Linked DNA regions of Mus musculus: region 2 is linked to region 1. The links are chromatin contacts, called in public targeted proximity ligation maps. All regions are on one chromosome and are shown on one strand. The core of a region is the stretch at or near the end of the contact, and the rest is flanking DNA. Distances in the headings are between cores, read along the strand shown.

Region 1 (5,635 bases), core at 836-3,335:
GCTATCACGTCTTCAGGCTTCCCCTATATAGTCTTATCTCTTGGCTCCCACTTCCCCAGCTTGCAAGTGTGCAGCTCTATAAAGAGCTCTGACTAGGACCAGGCTGCCAGGAGGAGCTTCCTCCGCTAATGGGAGGCACAGATGAAAGCCATCCCAGTTCTATGGCTTGCCCTGGTCAGCAATCTTGGGCCTCCCTCAGAGAAAATGACTTTCTAGAGGCAGATCACCTCTGGTCATGGAGAATAGTTAGCCCCTGTTCACTCTGGATGTTCATGAAAATTCCCCTCCCTACACAGACACTTCAAAATTAATGGACTCCCCGCTGCACACCACTTTTTTTTTAAATACAGGGTCTCACTGTGTAGACCAGGCTGGCCTCAAATTCACAGAGATCTGCCTTCTTCCCCTTCCCAAGTGCTGGGATTAAAAGCGTACGGGCTGGCCAGGCAGGTGATAAGTGCTTTTGGGAGGCAGAGGCAGGCAGATCTCTGGGAGATTGAGTCCATCTTGGTTTGCATAGTGAGTTCAGGACAGTGAGACCCTGTCAAACATTCAAATCTCAACCCCTCCCTCCCCCCCCCCAAAAAAAACAAGAAAGTGTGCCACCAGGCCCAGCTCTAGGTCTGCCCCTTTTCTAAAGGCTCACTGAGAAGGTTTATGGTGGTCCTGGAACTCACTCCGTAGACCAGGCCAACTGAACTTAGAGATCTGTTTACTTCTAAAAACTAAAAAAACAAAAAACAAAAAAACTGCCTCTAAAAATAAAAAAAGAAAAAACTAGAAAGTTTTATTTATTGTTACTGTTGAGTGTATTTTAATGTGAGTGTGTGTGTGTGTGAGTGCGTTCGCGAGTGTGTACGTAGTGTGCGGAATGTGTGTGGAAGTCAGAATACTTTGTGGAGTCCATCTCTGAGTGTTTCGGGAAAGGAGCTCACCTCCAAGCTTGCTCAGCAAAAGACTTCCGCTGAGCCGTCTTGCCAGCAGCCCAAGGGGAAGGGTTTGAAATCTAGTTCCACCTGGGCCTCTGTGACCTTGAGCAATGAACCTTTTCTCTCTGGGACTGAACTCACCTTCCCTGTCTTTAAAATAAGCTGACCCACTGCTATACTTGAAACAAGAGGCCTCTGCACAATAGACGGATCCACAGTAACCGTCAAAGGACATTCAGCACATATCTTCAGGGCTTTTCTCAAGCACTTCGGCTCTTCCAGGTAGAGGTTGCATCAAGAACAAAAACCAAACCCTTCTAGGTCCCCTCCTGCCAGCCCTGGCAGGGCTGGCTCAGAATCTGGTGCTTCTGCAGCGATCTCTCTGTAGTACAATGTCGCTAGGTGGCGCGCGCGTCCCTGCTATAACCCGGGGTTCTAGGGTCCCACCGAGCATACCCGCTCCAGGGAGACGCCCACCGAGGAACTGCGTGCTCCAGTGCCCGAGGTGGATCGCCCATAGGCCCTTTTTCTCTGGGTTGCACAATCGGACCACCGTGAGGGTAGAATTGCAATTATCGGGGACCTTGTCTGGGACTCCGATATCTGGGAGGGGCCTTGCCTTGCCTGAGCTTCTTGGCCTGGGCGAAGTCTCAATGTCTGCTTGGCTCACAGCCAGACTTCGGACGTGCAGGCCCCCGCCCTCCCCGGAGTCCGGCTGCTCAGCCCTGGCTTGTGTTCCTGTGCCGACCCCTCCAGATCCCCAGTCAAGCGCTACCCAGCGCGGCCCAGATCCATTTCAGTAACACTAAAGCTAAAGATAGGAGGACACCTCACCATCCGCTAAAAATACGGCCTCCAGCCCAGGCAGGGACACGGGCCGAAGAGAGGATGTTCCCTAGTCCCAGGTCTCTGGCCAGCATAGAAGTACAACCCGGAGCTGCAAGACTGACAGCACAGCGCCTTGAGCGCTGCGGGAGGTCATGGGTAGGGGGCGGGGATCCAGACCCCAGATAATGGACCTGATCTGAGCCAAAACAGAACACCGCCTGGCTAGCACTCTCCAGGGAGCTGCGGGAGGCCTGTAAAACCCCAGTCCCAACTCACCTTGAGGAGCGCGGGCAAAGCTGCAGAGCTGTGCGGCTAGGATAGAGGACCAGGGAGGGCCTGGGAACTTACAGTGCAGACCTTGGGCCTAAGCCACGCCCCCAGAGCCAGAAGCCAATCCCGGACCGCTCCTCTCGAACCCCCACCCACACATCCCCGCCCACCGCGGCACCGCCCAGGTTCTTCTTTCTGTAAAGGCTAAGAGCTGGATTCCAAGATTCTAGAGGCTTAGCCTCCGGGCGGCTGAGGGCTATCACCGAAGGGTAACAAGGGTGGATACACACGAGGACGCCAGCTGTTCGTGTTGGAATAAAAACTTTAGGCTAGAAGCACTGGGCCAACAAAGGCCGGAAGAAAGAATTCTTGAGAAATCTCTGACCATCCTTGGATGGGTTTCCTTGACGGAAGGACGAGGACCCGGGAGGCGCCCGCACTGACTCTTCAAGAATGAATTGGGCTTTGCAGGCGTTTTACAAACCTAGGGGAGTTTTGAAGAGTTTACCCTAGGCTAGGAGAGTGATGAAGGATGCGAGAAAGATTCAGGGTCGGAAAGCACAGAGAAAAACAGAGACAGACACAGCCTGAACTTGCACGAGTTTGCTGACCTGCTAAGTGGTTTCTGAGGTGGATGGTTTAGAACAGGATCAGAAACAGTTATTGAAGGACAGGTCCTAAAGCTGATGAGACAAACCGAGGGAAACTTCTCATTGCGCCGTTTTGTGAGTAAATTCTCTGAGTGTCTGTTCGTGGTTAGGGAAGCTGAGGAGTCAGGATTCAAGAAATTCGAGGTTCCAGGCACAGGCTGATCCCCTTCCGGGTGGATGAGTGCTAAGAGGAGTGAGGCAAAGAAGAGGACAGTGATAGGAGGAGGAAATCGGGATGCTTGCCTTCCAGATAGCAGATGTGGAAAGCGGTGTGTGGATAGGAGGGAGGGATGCTGGGGCTGGGGAGTATGTCAGGCAAGCCAAAAGGGAGGGGAGAATGGGAAGGACTGGGTCATGCTTCCCTAAAGATGACCATATTCTGGGCCAGGAGGACAGCTCGGAGGAGCTCGGTGAGATTCCCTGTATGTCAGTCCTTCTGTTTAATCCCAAGTCACACACATACACACACTCACACACACATACATACACACACACACACACACACACACACACACATTCACATAATCTTACACTCACACGCATGCACCACTAGATCAAGAGCTCCACGTTTTAACGTCTGGGACCATTTTGTTATGTGGGAAAAGGGAATTACCAGAAATTATAATTGATTGAACTCCTGGGTTCAAGCAGCTCGCCTTCCTTGCCCTCCCAAAGAGCTGGGTCTGTAGATGTGAGCCGCATGCCTGCTCAGCCGACTTTAACAGAGAGATTATCCCAGGTTAGGCATGTACTCTAGTTCGTGGAGCGCTTACAGAGCCCCGAGAAGCCCTGGGCACTGGATTGAACAGCATGTGATGGGGCATCAGCACTCAGAAGGTGGAGGCAGGGGGATCAGGAGCTCAAAATGTTTCTCCTCAGCTGTGTAGCAAATTCAAGCCCTAAAATAAAAGAAGACCGTTATGAGCGAAGACTCTGTGTAAGGGTGCTCGTGACCAAGCCTCAAAACCTCAGTTTGATTTCTAGGGCCTACATGGTGGAAGAAGGGGGAACGAACTTTTAAATGTTCTTTTCTGATCTCCACATGCTCCACCACACACACAACCCCCCCCCCAAAAAAAAAAGAAAGAAAGAAAGAAAGAAAGAAAGAAGGCTAAGAGTCTTTTTTTTGGGGGGGGCAGGTCTCTCTACATAGCCTTGGCTAATCTGGAACTCACTATGTAGCCCTGCCTGGCCTTGAACTCACAGGGATTAATCTGATTCTGTCTTCAGTGTAATTTTTTTTTTTTAAAGAAAGAAAAGGAAGGGCTGGAGAGATAGCTCAGTGGTTAAGAGCACTGCCTGCTCTTCCAGAGGTTCTGAGTTCAAATCCCAGCAACCACATGGTGTCTCACAACCATCTGTAATGAGATCTGACGCCCTCTTCTGGTGTGTCTGAAGACAACTACAGTGTAATTATTTATAATAATAAATTTTTAAAAAAAAGAAAGAAAAGGAAGAAAGATTGTCCTGGCTGGGCAGTGGTGGTGCACGCCTTTAATCCCAGCACTTGGGAGGCAGAGGCAGGCAAATTTCTGAGTTTGAGGTTAGCCTGGTCTACAGAGTGAGTTCCAGGACAGCCAGGGCTACACAGAGAAACCCTGTCTCGGGAAAAAAAAAAAAATGTCCTGAATAGGCCAGACTTAATTACAAGGGCCCTTAAAAATAAAAACAAAAGAATGAAAGATGCATCTGAAGCCGCCTGGCAGTGAGCCTGTGACCAGAAAGGCAGAGGCACGGCAGCTATTTCAAGTTTGAGACCAGCCTGGTCTACAGTGAGTTCCAGGCCAGACAGGATACAGCATAATGAGACCCTGTGTCAAAAGAGGAAAGGGGGGAGGGGTCCGGTGAAAGGGTTCGGCTTCCCTTCTGAGTGCTGGGATTCCGGACAGGCACCATCACAGGCTGTTCCATTCAGTGCTCAGGACAGAACCCAGGGCTTCACGCTTGCTCCATAAGCGCTCTATGAACTAAACTCGCTATCCCCAAGTCTGACGAGCCGCAGAACGCACATGGTGGGAGGAGAGAACCATTCCCACAGGCTTTCCGCTGACCTAAACACTCACCAATAAATAAGTCAATTTTGTAAAGTGTAAGGAAGGAAAGGGCAAGCCAGAGACACCATCATGCTACTCTTAGAGATGAAAGAAGGCTCGAGGGCCAAGGACCTCTGGACCTTCCAACAGCAGGAGAAGACAGCGACAGACAGAATCAACAGCCATGCTAACACCTTCTTCACTGTAGCCTCACTGGCCTACTGACCTACATAACATGCTAAAGAATCTCTACGGCTCCTCTGTTGTTGTTAAGTTACGTGCATACGTCTGCCTCTGTGGAGATGTGTGGGGGAAGCCTCTGAGGGTACCTGGACGACCTTATTACAGGCGGTGTGAACTGCTTGACACTGGGTTCAGGGAATCACACCCAGCTGCTCGGCATGAGCAATATTTTAAGCACTGAGCTGTCTCTCTGGCCCAGATGTACTGTATTAAACCACCAAGCAAGCTTGTGTTAATTTGTTCCAGTATCAATGGAAAATGAAATAAAGGAAGCTAAGAATTTAATCTTTTTCTGCCTTTTTTTTTTTTTTTTTTTTTTTCTGTGTAGCTCTGGCTGTCCTGGAACTCACTCTGTAGACCAGGCTGGCCTTGAATTCAAAATCCACCTGCCTCTGCCTCCTGAGTGCTGGGATTAAAGGCGCGCACCACCATGCCAGGCTGCTTTTTTTTTTTTTTTTTTTTTTAAACTACATGGTAACCCTGACTGACTCGGAACCTAAACCAGGCTGGCCTCAAACTCACAGAGTCCACCTGCCTCTGTCTCCCTGTGTGCCAGCACGGCTGGCAGTACTTAATCTCCAGTTGGCAGGCAGTACTTAATCTCCAGTTGGCAGGCAGTACTTCATGCTCAGTTCCACAGGATGCATCAGTGCTAGCCTGATGTCATAGAGAAAAACTAGGG
Region 2 (5,510 bases), core at 2,859-5,358, 300 kb after region 1:
AACCTTCCAGCATTCTGATCTGTTACCCCGAGTAAGGACACGGAGTGGGATGCAGTTATCCAGATGCAGGACGTGCCCCTGTGAATTGTTGGACAAGTTGTGGTTTCCTGTGGAAACATGTCAGCTCTGGTGGATGGCTGAGACTTGAGCTGTATAAATATCTCAAGCCTGACTTTGAAAATATGCCAAGGTCAGAATAGAACTTTGCTGAGCAGAGATGAAATTGGAAAAGTCAGAGCAAACATTCACCTGGTACTAAATAATTTTTGGTGTGTGAGCCCGCCCTGTGGTCTCCTCTTAGATCAAGGAGTCCGTGAGCCAGCGCCACTCCCCTGCCTGAGTGTTTTCCTTACAGATGCTGCGTTGGGGCATGGCCTGCAAGGGTTGGTTGTCCCTCCACTGCAACATAGCAGTCCACCACCCCCGAAAGAGCCAGGAGCCAGAGGCTTCTTGGGGTTTCTAAGGTAAGACAGTTGTCGCCATCAAGCTGCAAAGCAATGTCTGGGTCCGTTGCTTCATTGAGTCTTGGAGGGGGAGACTAGAGAAGGGGGTTCTTCACTGTAGCTTCTCAGTCGTATCAAAGATAGATATCGGAAATGGAATTGAGGGCAAGGCCCTGAGTCAAAAGACTGTACTTTTGTTCTGTTTTGTTTTGTGTTTGAGATGAGGTCTCTTTGTGTTATCACAGAGATCCTCCTGCCTCTGCCTCCCGAGTGCTGGGATTAAAGGCATGGGCCACCATACCAGGTTTCCTTCTTTTAAGACAGGGTCTCACTTTGTAGCCCTGGTGGGTTGTGAGCTTGGGCTGCTCTGCTCTTTCGTCGTTTATGCAGTTCTTTCCACCCTGAGATGCCCACATAAGGCCTGTTTCACAAATGTTGGTTGAACAGAGCCGTCTGTCTTTCCTGGGTCATTCAGATGATTTGGGGTCCAGAATGCGTTCACTCTCCCGTCCAAACCTCGGTGTGTGTTCAGAATCCTTTCTGCAAAGGGCACTGAGCAAATCTTTGTCTACCTAAGCTCAGCCATCCTGTTGCAATTCTTTCTCCTTTATTTCCCTCTTCCGGGGATAATCTAATTTAGGTGCCTTCTCAAATGCTGTTTTGGACTTGGGTTTCCATTCAGTGGTTCCCCAGAGCAAAATGCCCTGGCTAACGAAGCATTAATGGGAACCAGGGGGAAGGGAGCGACCGCCTCACTCTCAGGCCCCTCTGCTTGCATCCTGCAGTGCTCTCTTCCCGTTCCGGTACTTCTTCAAGAAGAGCGGTCAGTGAGCCTTCCAGGACCACAGCACGCGTGGGGCAGGGGTCAGCATAGAAGAGATGTCCTCCTGCAGTAACTCCCCGGAGCTACCACACCTCTCTTGCTTTTGTTTTCTTTTGTCTTGCATTTATTTTGAGACAAGTGTTATTGTATACAGCCCAGGCTGGCTTCAGTCTGTGCCTCTGCTCCCGGTGCACTCCCACGTGCCATCCTTTTCTCCTGACCCCGGTCACGGGGACAAGGGCACCAGGCCGGGTCCTCACATGAGTTTATCCTCTTGTTTGCCTTTGGTGTTTCCTATCCAAACCAGTAAGAACGAGGCTAGAGAGATGGTAGTTGAGTGCACACTGATAGTGCAGAGGGCCTGAGTTTGGTTCTCAGTACCCATGGCAAGCAACCTGCAACTCCAGCTCTATCAGGATGGCCTGGCGCTTTCTGGCCTCTGCAGAAACTTACGCCCCGCACGCCCTGCACCCTCGTAATCGGAAGAGCAAGACAAAACAATACTAAGAAGGGCCAGAAAGGCGGCTTGATAAAGCATCTGCAGCCAGACCTGACAGCCTGAGTTCAGCCTCCATGTATGTGCACCATGGCATGTGCCCCACACAGAATAAAATGTACTTTTATTAAAAACTTCAAAATAAATAAGTAAATAAAACGCTATAAAGAATTCTACTGCCCTGAGGTTTAAGCCTTTTGTCTCTAATACTTGGGACTCTAATGCCAATGACTGCTCATGGCGGGTCATTGATGGAGCTTGGCGAGCTAGAGCATAAGAGAGAACAGAGAAGAGTTCGTGGGCCTCCCCCACCTCCAGTCTCGTGTTGTTGCTTGGTGAACCACATGAGCTGTATACCTGCCCGCAGCTCTTAGAGTCCTTTATCAGGGATCAGGGAATAAGGGCTAGTGTAAGGGCAGCCAGTGCTGGTTAGGGCCCTGGAAAAGACCAAGGTACCCAAGCCCTTTCTTCACCCAAGGGCCATCTAGAGACCCATCCTGGACTTACATGACCTCAGAGAACCAAAAGAATAATGGGTGGAAATTTAGGAAAACTCGTTCTAGCTTTTTAACTTTTAATAAGGTTCAATATTAGAATGGACTACCCCTGGTCTTTATACAGCCATTTCTCTGTCGCATGCCACAGAGTTCCTACTGGGAAGCCTGGGTCTAAAGTGCTGGGTTCCTCTGAGTCCCTTTGCTTGGCTGTCTCTACCTTTGATAGGGAAAAGGAAGAAGGAGGGTGCTCTGGAGAGCCAGACAACCCAGGATCTGGAGCCTGAACAGGGGACACTAAAGGCGAGCAAGGGTGTAGGGGTGGGGGTGAGCGACATGGGCATATCAGTTTCTCCCAAACCCTGTTTACTACATTTGTACTATAATCCCGACTGAGCATAACTTCACTGACTACTGCTGCTGACGGACACAGCTCCGGAGCCTGGAGATCTGCGTGCCTGTGCTGACTGGGACCAGCTAACATAAGAACCTCTGCTACCCCTTCTGATTATCTGGAAAGTGAGAGGTAGGATTTGGAAAGCTCTGAGGAGCCCTCGAGCTCTGGCAGCTGTGGGTTGTCCCACTCTTCTAAGCAGGTGAGTAGTCTAAGCGGGGCTGCCTATAATCACCACAGACCTTGGTCTGGGTGCTTCTTCACTCAACCTCCAGCTAATGTTGACTAAGGGCTTTGTTATTGCTTGCTTGCTTGTTTTATGGTGCCAAAAATACATGGAACTCAGAACCCTAAGCTTCCAGGCAAGCGCTCTGCCACAGAACCACACCCACAGCCCTCAACCTGTCACATTCTTGTCCTAGGTGTAACTTAGCACCATGGATCCATAGTATGATATGTGAATGAGGCTTTTAGTAGGGCGCCTTTCCTCTGTAAGCAGAGTTAGACTCAACAGAGCCAGAGGTTGGAGTCCAGCTCTGCTTTTAATGTAGACTGGTCCCTGCTATTCCAGGGACTAGGGAGACTTTCTAGCTCAGAATTCTACTCTGCAACCAGCCACATGATAAGGAAGCACTCCCAGGACTCTGGGAGACCGAAATGGCCCTACCCCTAGTCTGCCAGCAAGCACAGCTTAGGTGCCCTTGAACAAAACAATCTTGTTCTTGGACTGGGGATGTAACTCCCCTGGTGGAGTCCCTCCTTAGCATTCATAAGGCCCTGGGCTCGACCCCAGCACAGCATGAACTGCATGAATATGGTGGCTCCTGCCTGTGACTCCAGGGCTTAGGAGGAGGAGGAAGGAAGACCAAGCTCAAGGTTGCCCCTGAGATGTATGAGATGGTCTTTTAAGAAAAAAAGTTGAAAGCCGGGTGGTGGTGGCGCACGCTTTTAATCCCAGCACTTGGGAGGCAGAGGCAGGCGGATTTCTGTAGAGCAGGCCAGCCTGGTCTACAGAGTGAGTTCCAGGACAGCCATGGCTACACAGAGAAACCCTGTCTCAAAAACAAAACAAAAAAAAGTTGATTTTCAGCCCCATTCCTTTGTAATCACTAAAAGACATAGTAGTTTTTCAACAGAGAATGGCTGATCAGGCAAGAGTCCTGCCTAGGCTCACAGAGGATGAAGAAAATCCAGCTGCCCACAGGTCACACTGGGCCACTCCTGGGCCTGCCTCACTCCCTCTAGTATTCAGCACTAGACAGCCTAAAGAGAAAGGGAAATGTCAGTGGAGACTGCATTCTGAAGAAACCACAGACCCTGATCTCCAGGTGGGACTGTGCGGAGGCTTCAGGCTAGGAGGGGCCTGAAATCTGATATCTGGGAGGGCGGGGCTCTAAAACACCAGCAAATAAAAGCCTGGAGAGCCAGCTCCAGTTTGGAGACCAGCAGGAGGCACCAGGAGTCTTCAGTTGCTGTTGGACTGGTAAGCTGCTGAGGCTGAGGAGGTGGGGCCAGGAAGGGAGGGGTGGAGCCAGGGAGGGTGGGGTGGTGGGCCAGGGCCTTGTAGCCAAAGTGGCACATAGATGGGGAAATTGATATGTACCGCAGATGGTGAGGACATTCCAGGGGAGAATGCATAGGATGACATATAAGTGGCTATTCACACCCTTCCAGAGTAGCTGAGGCAGGGAAGCAACCCCCCCCACACACACACATTCCTACCAAAGGCAGAGATGATAAAGACCACTACCCAGCACACCTCACCAATAAGGAGACCCAGAAGCCTGGCTTGCTGGTGGAGAGGCACAACTTCAAAGACTTCCCTTCCCACCCAGTCCTTTGCAGATGCCCATGGCACCACGAGTCTTGCTCCTTTGCCTGCTGGGCCTGGCAGTCACTGAAGGGCATAGCCCAGAGACAGCCATCCCAGGCTGCCACTTGCACCGTGAGTAACTCTGCTTGGGGAGCGGATGGACGGGTAACCCGGCCAGCACGGCCTTCACCGGCTGCTCCCTTCTCTGCTTCCAGCCTTCAATGTGACGGTGCGCAGTGATCGCCTCGGCACTTGCCAGGGCTCCCACGTGGCACAGGCCTGTGTAGGACACTGTGAGTCTAGTGCTTTCCCTTCCCGGTACTCTGTGCTGGTGGCCAGTGGCTATCGGCACAACATCACCTCTTCCTCCCAGTGCTGCACCATCAGCAGCCTCAGAAAGGTAAGGGGCCTGAGCCTGATGGAGCGTGAGGGTGGGGACCCAGGGGCCTGAGCCTGATGGAGCGTGAGGGTGGGGACCCAGGGGTCCGAACCTGACCTGGTGTGAGGGTGGGGACCCAGGAGCCCGAACCTGACCAGGTATGAGGGTGGGGACCCAGGGGCCCGAACCTGACCGGGGTGTAAGGGTGGGGTCCCCCAGGGGCCCGAACCTGACCGGGCCATAAGGGTGGGGACCCCCAGGGGCCCGAACCTGACCAGGTGTGAGGGTGAGGACCCAGGGGTTCGAACCTGATGGGGGCGTGAGGGTGGGGTGGAATGGGAACAAACTTGGGTCCTCCTCCAACAGGTGAGGGTGTGGCTGCAGTGCGTGGGGAACCAGCGTGGGGAGCTTGAGATCTTTACTGCAAGGGCCTGCCAGTGTGATATGTGCCGTTTCTCCCGCTACTAGTCCCCGAAGGGCTCAGGCTCCGGTCCTGCCACTGACATGTCATGGGTATCTCAAACTCGGGGCTCTGACCCTCTTTATCGTCTGTGAAGATGAGGTTGGCCCTCTCAGCAGTCTCCTTGCTACATTCTCCTTCGCTCCTGTCCTCAATAAAGCAAGCAATGCTTGAGTTTCGCTCTTTATTAAATCTGCCCCCAGCCAGG

Evidence for each region.
Region 2: a targeted proximity ligation map of pancreatic cancer cells shows a contact between it and region 1. A contact is called at or near these places in 8 of 39 promoter capture datasets (the C10 cell line, the HPC-7 cell line, the SN4741 cell line and 5 more), 4 of 484 Hi-C or Micro-C datasets (the AML12 cell line, liver and regulatory T cells), 11 of 130 datasets of targeted methods (the SCID.adh cell line, astrocytes, embryonic stem cells and 5 more) and 4 of 9 other capture datasets (adipose tissue, embryonic stem cells, liver and 1 more).

Annotation. Positions count from the first base shown.
Region 1 is chr19:5,922,731-5,928,365 of GRCm38.p6, forward strand. Cdc42ep2 (CDC42 effector protein (Rho GTPase binding) 2) reads right to left here and starts at 2,086. Exons shown (of 2, transcript NM_026772.2): 1 at 2,034-2,086.
Region 2 is chr19:6,222,293-6,227,802 of GRCm38.p6, forward strand. Gpha2 (glycoprotein hormone alpha 2) reads left to right here and starts at 4,109. Exons shown (of 4, transcript NM_130453.3): 1 at 4,109-4,133; 2 at 4,486-4,595; 3 at 4,679-4,863; 4 at 5,209-5,476. The coding sequence starts at 4,496. The coding sequence ends at 5,310. Majin (membrane anchored junction protein) reads left to right here. Exons shown (of 11, transcript NM_001165919.2): 10 at 356-464; 11 at 1,229-1,938. The coding sequence ends at 1,274. It overlaps Ppp2r5b (protein phosphatase 2, regulatory subunit B', beta), which reads right to left. Exons shown (of 14, transcript NM_198168.3): 14 at 5,475-5,510.